Regions from separate parts of the Canis lupus genome. Here region 2 is linked to region 1. Evidence: chromatin contacts called from public Hi-C data. All regions are on one chromosome and are shown on one strand. The core of a region is the stretch at or near the end of the contact, and the rest is flanking DNA. Distances in the headings are between cores, read along the strand shown. Region 1 overlaps LOC476436 (CLK4-associating serine/arginine rich protein). Region 2 holds the start of TOMM40 (mitochondrial import receptor subunit TOM40 homolog).

The links. A called contact is a pair of places that touch in the nucleus more often than the background predicts.
Region 2: a contact with region 1 is called in a Hi-C map of blood, with 2.6 times the contacts expected there. The contact joins the promoter of TOMM40 here to the enhancer-like site in region 1. A contact is called at or near these places in 3 of 9 Hi-C or Micro-C datasets (amygdala and blood).

What each region holds. Positions count from the first base shown.
Region 1 is chr1:111,129,873-111,135,361 of UU_Cfam_GSD_1.0, forward strand. It overlaps LOC476436 (CLK4-associating serine/arginine rich protein), which reads right to left. Exons shown (of 21, transcript XM_038528603.1): 6 at 3,659-3,743; 7 at 2,414-2,562; 8 at 1,479-1,575; 9 at 413-491; 10 at 245-318. Among named protein-coding and RNA genes, the nearest start is that of GEMIN7, 14 kb to the left of the region's middle. Within about 2 kb of position 3,484, at least 1 of the 20 cell types and tissues checked has an H3K27ac peak or open chromatin away from gene starts, as enhancers often do. A contact at or near this core is called in blood, where this site is marked.
Region 2 is chr1:111,247,616-111,252,596 of UU_Cfam_GSD_1.0, forward strand. TOMM40 (mitochondrial import receptor subunit TOM40 homolog) reads right to left here and starts at 2,114. Exons shown (of 10, transcript XM_038528617.1): 1 at 2,039-2,114; 2 at 1,663-1,942; 3 at 854-921; 4 at 286-378. The coding sequence starts at 1,936. NECTIN2 (nectin-2) reads right to left here. Exons shown (of 9, transcript XM_038528618.1): 9 at 4,215-4,645. The coding sequence ends at 4,382.

The DNA.
Region 1 (5,489 bases), core at 2,234-4,733:
GTGATGCCTGGCAAGAGTCCCAAGTCCAGCAGGTGAGGGGAGTGGCTGGCAGGGCAGGGTGTCTACATGCCCCTTGAGGCCTTTCCTCCCCTAAACCTACCCCAATTACTGCCCTACTAGGAGGAATCTGTTCACAAGCCCAAGCCTGCCCCCAAAGGGGGCCCCTTAATGAGCCCAAGCTCCCTGCCCCTGAGCCCTGAATGAGGCTGGCAGGGCAGAGGCACAGGGGAGGGACCTAGCCTACCTGGGTGGGCTGATCTTGCGGCCCCGGAGTCGCTTTTCCCGGAACTCCCTCCGCTGGCGACGGGAACGTCGGCCCTGGAGAGTTGGGGGGGGGGGGGGGGCACTGTGTTAATGAGGGATGCACCCTCCCTGAGGCAACCCCCACCCCCCACCCTGGCCCGGCTCTCACCGAGTACATGGCCTTTTCTTCCTCAAGGGCCTTGGCGTGCTTGATCGCCTCTGCCTCTTCCTTGTCTTTCCGGAGCATCCTGCAAGGGGAGGGGGGTCACAGTGGAGAAGGGGTGGCCATAGGCAGAACTGTTGCAGGAAGTGAGGAATCCCACACCATCCTGGAGTCTCTCAATCATTCAGCACGATTACTGAGCACCCACTGCACACGGATGCTATTTTACGTACTGGTGATTCACTATTGAAAACAAACAAAAATCTTGGCCCTTGCGGGCTTACGTTCTAGGGAGAAAACAGTGACCAAGGTAATGGGACGAGTAGTACGTTAAACAGTAAAAAGTTAGATGGGAAGATTGACGGCAGAAGGAGGAAGGAAGTGCCAGGGAACATGTAAAAGCTGCTACAGCTTTCAAGAGGGAGGTCAGGGAAGCCACATGGAGAAAAATGACAACTGAGGAGAAACCACAGGGAATAAGTCGCAAAGCCAACACTGCAGTGGCCTGAAGTCTGGTGGAGCCTTAGAGGCTACACAGGGGTGGAGTGTGTGGGTAAGAGGAGGAGAGGACCAGACAGGTAAGGTCTTGTGGCCGTGGTGAGGACTCTGGGTGCCCAAGGAATGGGGCAGTCATGGAGGGTTCTGAGCAGAGGGTGCCATGTTCAGATGGGATCATTCGGATTCAGACCCAATACTCTGTTAACTGGGGCCATTCTCTGTGAGACCTGCATGCACATCAGCAACTGTGAGGGAGTGAGCCAGTGACTGAAGCCTCCTCTCCACCAGAGGGTGCTGTCCACCAGGCCCAGGAACCCGGGGAACTTTTAGGGGTCAGAGGTCCGCAGGTCACACGGAGTTGGGTGCAGCTTCAGTTTCCACACAGGCAAAGCCTGGTCAAAGTACCATCCCATATGCTCTGGAGCCTGTGCATGTGAAGCCGCCGCACGCCGCCCCCCCCCCCCCCCCACATGGGGCTGGGCCTACCAGCACCGAGGAATAAAGCAGCTGTGAGCAACAGGGGTGAGGATGGACACTGGGCCAGAATGGAGGAGCACCAGCCAGCAGGCCTCACCTGACAAAGTCACCATCGGCCATGCCATAGGTCGTGGCCTGCTTGTTGAGATCTGCCACCTGCTCCTGGTTCAGTTCGTCCACATCCACCTCCACGTCTGCACCAAGAGAAAGGCTGTCAGGGGCCAAAGCCAAATGAGAAGACCAGGGATGAGGGGGCAGTGCCCTGAGAGATGGGGGCACGAGGGGATGCCCACCACACTGGAGGCCTCTGCAGGGAGGGAACGAGTCAGCTCATCTCGGCGTCCCCAGGCTGGCACAGGGTTGGCCGGAGGTGAGCGCAACCAACGGCAAGGGGCGTTAGGTGGGGGTGGGGAGGAGATGCAATGCATGAGGACCCAAATGAGCACTGAGATGGACGATCGAGACCAGTGGACTGAGTGATGTACCATGTGTCGATGGGGACGGATGATGGGGGGTGAAGATCTGGGTGAGTCAGAAGTGTTTAGGAGCTAGATGCACTCTGAGAAGGGGATGGATGCCTCACATATGTGTGATAAGCAGCAGCTGGCTGAGCGGATGAGGTTAGACAACTGGAGCTACCAGTATTTGCAGGGAACAGTGAATGGCAGGGTCTGGATGGGGGGAGGTGAGGGATGGCTCTGGACTGAACGAACACATGTTCTCCAGAGGAGAGACAAAAAGAGGGAGACAGAGAGGCTAACCCAAGTAGAAAAGAACGGAAACAGAACCTAGGTGGGGACAATATCATAGAAGTAGTATCCTAAAATGAGAAAGGAGAAATACAGAGAGGGAGGCCAACACAGAGGAGCACGTGAGTAAGACATGGAGGACGGCAGAGGCTGGAGTGCCCTGGAGCAGGGACGGGAGAAATGGGGCTCGTAAGTGCGGGGTGTCCCACAGAGGGTGAGGAACGAGACACGAAAACGATGCCCAGGGACTGCGGGGTGGGAGAGGGCAGAGAGGGGACCCCACCGATGTCGGGGATGACCTCATCTTCGTCCGAGTTGCTCTCCTCCTCTGCTGGTGACTCCTCCTCCTCTGGCTTCTCCACCACCTTCTCTACTTCAGCCACGGTACTGTCCTCATAGGTGTAGCCAATGGAAGCCTTCTTCTCTGCCAGCCTGGGACGGGGGAGCCCATGAGCCAGGAGGGCCACGGGCAGGGTCCAGCCCAGATCCCAAGCCATGAGGGAGGGCACACTGACTCCCCAAGCTCTAGCCTCCCAAGGGTGCTCTTGCCTCCAGGCCCTCACACACACAGTCCCCCAGCCTAGAACCTTCTGCACCTGCCTCCTACCAGCCCTTCCCTCTTCCCCTAAGCTCCAGCTCCAAGGCCTCCAGGAAGTCATTACCTAGGCTGGGTCATGCACCATCCTGAGCTCCTCAGCCCCACCCTTGTTGGGTCATGACTACTGGGGGTCAGGGAGGTCCCAGCGGGGCAGGCTCCCTTCTGTCTTCTAAGCACTTGCTGTTAGCAGACTCGAGGGCAGGACCCAGAGTTATCTTGGGTAACAACGTGACCCAGCTCTGCCCATAACAGGGGAGCAGCCTCAAGCATGTCTGTTGCTGAATTAATTTAGTTAATAGTCCCAAGCACCCTTTGAGTGCCAACCTCATCCTGAAAGTGGGATCATGGGTAAGGATCAGTCATTGAGAAGCTTCCATGGCATCTGTGGAAACTCCAGATGGAAGAAAGGAGTCAGGCTCCTGGACTGCTGTGGGACAGGTGGGCCAAGAGCTGCCCCAGGAGGAAGACAGGGCTACCCCGGCAGAGGGCACAAAGACAGAAGGGAGACTGCCCACCAGCTGCTCCAGGTAAGGCCCCAACTCCCCCCACAGCTTGTTCCTTGAAGGACATGGCCTTGAGAAGCCCCCCTCTGAAGTGACACTTGCTGCTGCTGAACACACACAGGGCAGGCACAGAACCACCTACAAGCTCCATTCACTGCAGGAAGAGAGGACTCCTCCTAGCCCTTGTGGCAGGGGAGCACAACAAAAGTCAGAGAGGGAGTCCTCAAAGGCAGGACTCACCCACGCCTGGGTCGACACAGGCCACCACTTCCTCCTCTAAGTGTTTACTGAGTGCTTACTGTGTACCCAACACTGGCCTTGACTCTGAGAAAACTGAGGTGGATGAGCTAGATGAGGCCGTGCCCTGGTGGGGCTCACAGTCCTCCGGGCTCCCCCACTGCCACCATGCCCCCAGACCCCAACTCACTTCTTCTTCTCATCCTCACTGGGTCTCTGGAGGCCTCCATACAGCTCGTCAATGTAGATCTGGTACAGGCACTGCTCCTCTGAGACTGAAGCAGAGTACGAGACAGAAGGGTCAGAGTGGGGGTGAGGGACACAAGAATGCAGAAGGAAGGAAGACGAGTGCAACCCAAGTTCAGCCAGGGGCAGAGTTGCTGGAGTGCAGATAATCACAAACTGTGTGGGGAGGACACAGCAACTGCAGGACTCGCCATGAGACCATAAAGGGGCTTAACTTCTCTCTGCCTGGTTTCCTTTTCTGTAAAGCAGCTGCCCTGGCAGAGTGAGCACTTGGCACTAGAGCAATGCTCCTATTATCCCTGCAAGGGAGGCCTTTGGTTGGACCCCTCAAAACTACAAACTTCTGACCACTGGATGTCACTGGGACTTCATGGGCCACTCCACCATGTGCCTCTCTGTGGCTCAGTTTCAATTACATGTGTTTGGAGCCATCTGAGCTCTTGTTTACCCACAACACCTAACTTGGGGAGCTCGGCATTGTGTCAGAGCCTTCTCTGATCTTCCCTGCAATTGAACACATGGCCCTGACGGGCTGCGGGATCCTGGGCAAGTCCCCTTCCCTCTGTGGGTCTCAGCTTTTCTATTTGTAAAGTCAAGTTGGAGGGCTGAGTGAACCCAGAGGTGACGGAGCACAGTCCCTTGCTCCAGCAGCCCCACCCCCACCCCCATGTCCTTCCTGGTTCCCAATCATGGTATACAAAGCCTGGGAGAGGGCCTTGCTGGCCTGTCTCACACAAGCTGCCTCACTCTCCTTGCTCCAGCCATACAGGCTGCCTGCCCCCATCCACCCGAAAGATCCCAGCCAACCTCTCCTCACCAGAGTTCCTCTCCACCCTTCTCCAACCCTAGCCTCTGTCAAGCACCTCAGAGAACAGCGCACTGTCTGTTTATAACCCCACCTTCGTTTGCAATCACCACCCACTTTGGGGACATTGTGGTTGCTCCCCGCCCCCCCACGAGACCCTGACCCCAGAGGAGCACCTGCCACACCATAGGTGCTCAGGAATTATCGCAATGCACGAATGCAGGGTCAGACCAAAGGAAGGGAAACTCTGGCTCTATCACCAAGAACCCCCTGGCCTTGGGTGAAAGCAAAAGCAGCAACAGTATCAATGATGATAAATTTCCCTGATTCTAACACCTCACTGATTGCTAGAACTTTGGCAATCTTTGGTTTTAGAGATGCTAAAACACCCATCTTAGAAACAAAGAAATTAGAGAATAGCAAATCCACACCTAGGACTGACTGAACCAGGCTCAGTGCCAGGGCTTCATGTACCCCTCACCGGGCTCTTACAACTACCTTGGGGGAAAGAAACCATCATCACCACCCTTCTCTGGGAGGAGATTGAGACTGGCCAGGCTAAGGGTCTCATGTGGCCTGTCCTCCTTCTAACTCAACAGGGAAACCCTAAGAGGGGAGGTCTCAGTCCTTCTCAGGAGGGGAGCTAAGGCTCAGAGCTGACCATCAGAAGGAAGCAGTGGTTAAGGGCAGGGTGAGAATCCCAGCTTTTTGGACGGTGTTCCCACCAACTCCTGAGCCTCAACGTCCTCGTCTATAAAATGGATGCCACTGCTAGATGGTTGTGCAGATGTGATGAGATAGAATGCAGACAAAAAGATCCAAGTTTGTCAGAGTCCAAACCTCCCCGGGCAAGCCCAGAATGGGGAAAACCCTGAGTCTCCGTTTTATTTGTGAAGCAGCATGGTGATGGCTCAGAGGAACGATACCAATATATACAAAGGATTGGCAGATTGTCAAACTTTGTGTAAAT
Region 2 (4,981 bases), core at 864-3,363, 120 kb after region 1:
TTGGCATTCAAGGCCCTGTATGATCTCCAGTTCAGCCCTGCCTACTCTGGGTCCTCACAATCTGGTGACCCCAAGCCAGCACAGGGCTGGCCGAGGGCAGGGCCAAATGGGATGAAGGAGGGACCATATTCCAAAGCACCTTGGAGAGGCAGTCCCCCCACCTGCCAAGACCCTCTGAGCTCCCTGGGCAGCTCAGGCCTCCTACTGACAGAGCCTTCTTTGCAGGATACTTGGCTACATGCTGGTTAGAAAAAAGATACAATGAAAAGACAAAAGGAACCTCACCTCTGTAGGACTCAGCTGCTTTGTTCCCACATACGTGACCCCGAAGTGGTAGTTGGACTCCCCAACTGTGCTGAGGGCTACTGTGTGGTTCACCTGGGAGAACATGGAAGGCCGCAGGGATAAGCCCGTAGGCCACCCCCTCCCCAATAAACCCAGCCGAACCTACCCCCAGCAAAGCTCCCTTCCAGCCTGGGATGGGATACTTGCCAGTCTGGCTTCCCCACCATGGAGGAAAAGACGAGCGGCTCTGGGTTAGGGCAGGGGATGGGGACTGGGAGGTTCGGCCTGACTACTTAGACGCCCAGAGAAAAGACAAGCTGGAGATGCGACTACGTACCCGGTCCTTCACTCCTGCCTGGATGTTAAGGGTGGTGGGGCGTCCCCGGGTTCTGGGTCCCTAAACACTTCCACTGGGACCCAATGAGCAGTCAGCCTGGCACTGTGTCTCTGAGTCTTTTCAGGTGCCAAGGAGCCTAGCCCTTTAGGGGGGAGCGAGGGGGTTGCATGTGTAGGTGCAGGGGGATGGTTGGGATGACCTCAGGGGAGTAAGGGCACCAGGAAGGCTCACCTGGAAATGGTTACTCAACCCTTTGTTGACTGTGAGCTTGACACCTTCCATCTGAATGGGAAATAGCTCTGAAGAAGAGACTCGCTGTCACCCTCCACACACATACACACACCCCTACGCAAACACACCGACTCTCATCCCTTCCTTCCCTACCATCCCAGCTCTCCCACCCACAAGCACAGCATCACAAAAGTACCCCAACCAATAAAGAGCCAGTCTAACCAAATCAGGGGCCAGGACCAGGCCTTTCTTTGCCTGCACCCAAATCCCAGTGCCACTGTTTACTACCCATGTGACCCAAGGCAAGTCACTTTAAGTCTCTGTCAAGCTTGTCACCTGTAAGATGTCATCTGTAAGCTCACCACGTGGAGACATTGCAGGGATTTAATGAATTAACTAACGTACACTGAATGCCAGTCAGTCAGCGCCACTTTTGCTATCCTAACTCGTCCAAGCCCAGTTCCAGAAGACTTGGGTTCCACCCCCACTGGACCCTTGTTGACACTGTGACCTTGGGCCTCAGTTTCCTTCCCGATCACGTAAGAAGGCTGGCCTGACGGAACCCCGGGGCTCCTTGAGCTCCCTAAGCCTTTTCTCCACCGCTCTGGCATTTCGTCCCGAGGTTCCACCATTCGATCCCATCGTTCTATGCCCCAAGTCCAATGTTCCACCATTCGATCCTAACGTCAACTCCTAACGCTCTGTTAAATGTTTCCAATGGTCGGTGCCAATTCCCAAGGTCCTCGGAGCGCCCCCCCTCCCCCCGAGATCCGGGCCCTCACACCCCCGCCGGGTCCGTCGCCCCTCACCCTTGCACTTCCGGTGGCACTCCTCGAACGTGCCCGGGTTGGGCAGGCAGCCGCAGGCCCCATCGTCCGCGGTCCCTGCGGCGCTGCCGGCGGCAGCACCGGGGGTCCGTTCCGAACCTCGACCCGCACCGGCCCCAGCGCCCAGACCGCCCCCGAGCGGCGGCAGCGTGAAGCCGGGAGGAGAGGGCGGAGGCGGCGGCAGTCCCACGAGGGCGGGCGCAGGCGGCGGCGGCGGCCCTGCGGGCGGCGAGCTAGCGGCCAAGACGTTCCCCATGGTCGCCTGCAAGGGGAAAGGTCAGAGGGCGAAGGTCAGGGCCCGTGCGCTCGGGGTCCAGTCCCAGCCAAACCCCGCTCTGCTCCGGGCCCCGGTTCTCACTGGCGGCGGCGCCTGCACCCGGCCTGGGCTCCGCTCCCACCCCGTGCGCCACGCGCAACCGAACCCGCTGCCGCCGCCGCCAGCACCGTCGCCCCGCCCCACCTAGCCCATTGGTTCAGCATGCCCTGGGATCCGCCCACCAGCTTCAAGGCCTGGCCGTGCAATTGGAGTCAGGGCTGGGAGTCCCACCCACCTCTTTGGGACGTCCTTTTCTATTGGCTCCCACTCACAGGCAGGTCAAGGCACACACCCCCGCCTCTCCCATTGGCCCGCGGAGACCGCATCTATTGGCTCGCAACGCCGCGGGTTCCGGTGTTCGGCTGCCATTGGTCTGCGCTGCGTACTTTGAAACGCCCACTGACTCGCCGCCTCCGCCCCTTTCCAGAGGGCGCCCTTCTTTCGACTCCGCCCCGCGGCGAAATTGCCACTGTAACTGGCCGGCTTTGGCCCTCGAAGCATCCTGATTGGCTCTCGTGGGTACAGGAGGCCGATCCTGGTGACGTAATCGGTCTGGTACGTTCATTGGCTAACGTGCCAGGGTCGAGGGACACGGGTAAAGGTGCGTTGCGCGGCAGAGGCTGCTAGGCAGCAAGGTCAGGCCTCTAGTCCCACCAGGCACCGCGGCAGCGGGGCAGCGCCGGAGTCCAGAGCCGGCGACCGAAAACCGGAAGTGCTGGCCCTTCCCACAGTGCCTCGGGAGAATCCTAACCGGTTATGTGAACCCAGTCAGGCTGCTTCTTACCCACAATGCCCCTTAGGTGTTTAACGCGACAGTTGCCGTAGACCCACCCCTTTTGTTACCCATCATGCCTTCTGTTCCCCGCCCCCCCTTGCGTCACTGCGGCTTCTATCTTTGGCCCATTCATTGCCGTCCCATTACCCAGCATGCCTCTGCCCCATTCATTTCGGCTTCATTTCCTGCACTACCTTTAGCCGGTTTCTGCCTGTTTGCTTCCATCATCCTTCTAGCGCTTCTTTAATTAGCCGTCGCGTTCTTGGGTCCACTACCCATCATGCCTGCCGGCCCTATTCCTCTATTATCCCTCTGCCTTTGGCTCATTCATTCAGTTCCATTACCCACAATGCCCCGAGCTCCTATTATTCGCAATTTTGCTTTTGGTCTCACCTTACTTGCCATTTATCCTTTAAACCGGAGTCCTGCAGCCTGAATTACTGCCATTTCGGTCTCTGTTCCGTTTATTTCCGTCCATTGCCCATTCGACTGTCGTTCCTTGTCATTAACCACCGTGCCCTGGACTCCTCCCCCTTTCCTTCCATTATCCATCATTGTTTTTGGTTTATGAATTTTTAATTCATTATCCCCTCACTTAATTTAAAAAAAATATCTTTGGCCCTTTTGCTTTTTGCCTGTAACCCACCTTGGCTTCTAGCCTGCCGATTTCCTACAGCTCCAGACGCCCGATTGGTCTCCCATCGTGTCCCCACCCCCACCCCCTTCACATCCCACAGAACACACAAGTTGACATCCGGTCAAAGTATAAACTCAGTTTTTTGTAGGAAATGCTATATTACAAAAGAGTATTGTGTCCCCAGCCTCCAACCCCCCCCCCCCCCCCCCGCGAGATGTTTGGGTTGCATCCCACAGGGCAGGAGTAAAAGGACTCAGTAGTCTTCAAAGTAACAGCAAATTCTTCCTCCAGGGCTGGGGCCGGCAAGGCATACTGCATGAGGCTTACCCCTTCTCATCCTGGGCTAGGGCTTAATTCCCTGTAGACAGGAATTGGGGTAGTGGGGGCTCAGGGAAGGGTCTGGACCCTGAGACTCCTGCCTGCAGGAGGGAGAAGATGGGGAAGCTCTGCCTCAGGCTGGGGTATCCCTTCCCTCTTGCCTTTGGGGAACAGACAGGGTGAGGAGGGGGCTCTGCTGCCTGGAGGGCTCAGGTCTGAGCAGCAGGGTACCCCCAACACCTACCCCAGCAGAACTATTGAGATTTTACTGCCTGAGGACAACTTGGAGGTTTGGGGTCTTTGGGGGGATTTGGGGGGAGTCCGGAGATGACGGCACATGAGAGGTATGATCTAAAGATCACAGATCTTTAGGAATCCTTGGATCAGATGTTGTGCAGGAACATACTCCACCCTCACGTGAGATATGGTTATCAGGTTTCTGTTGTCATGGCTGGTTTCTCTGGGTCAGAGATCATGGATTAGAGGTCATAGTGGAGTCACCAAGGTAGAAGTCACAGATGAGACACATTTTGTTGTTTTTTTTTTTTTGTCTGTTAACTGACGGTGGCCTGGCCAGAGGTCAGGGGGCACTAGATCCCTGGCAGAGAGTTGAAGGATCAAAAAGTGAGAGCTGAGAGGCTAGAGCCATCGCAGCTCACACATACATGGCTCGGGACATGACAAAGCCTTTGCTCTGGTAGGAATCAGAGGGGCTGGAGTAGGACAGGGCATCATAGATGGGGCTGATCTTATCTATATAGTCTTCCTCCTCCTCCTCATCTTCCAAGTCTAGGGAAACCCCTTCCATAGCAGGTGGCCCCGGAGACACCAGCATGGGGGGCCCAAGGCCTGTGGCCCCCAGGAGCAGAGGCCCTGACCGCTCTTCCAGGGTGGGCAACTCATGATATCGAGGCATATCCTAGGGACAGGAAAGGAAAAAGAGCCCAAGGTCATCTCCTGTGCACGATACAGAATCCCGGTCTGCCCCCTTGATCCCCACATCTTGATCATCTCCTTATGCCAACCAGACCTGACCTCATCCCTTGTTGGCCTGGGTGGAAATTACACTGGAGCAATCATACGGCTTGTCCCCAACTCTAAGCCCAGAGCCTGCCAGTCCTGGGCCTCTCCTTTGTCTTTTGATCCCTGACCACAAGCCTTTCTCCATCCACCTCTGGCTTCAATCTTGACTTCCAACTACTTAACTTTAAGCCCTAAAGAGCTCCATGAACCTTGATTTGTCTTAACTTCAATA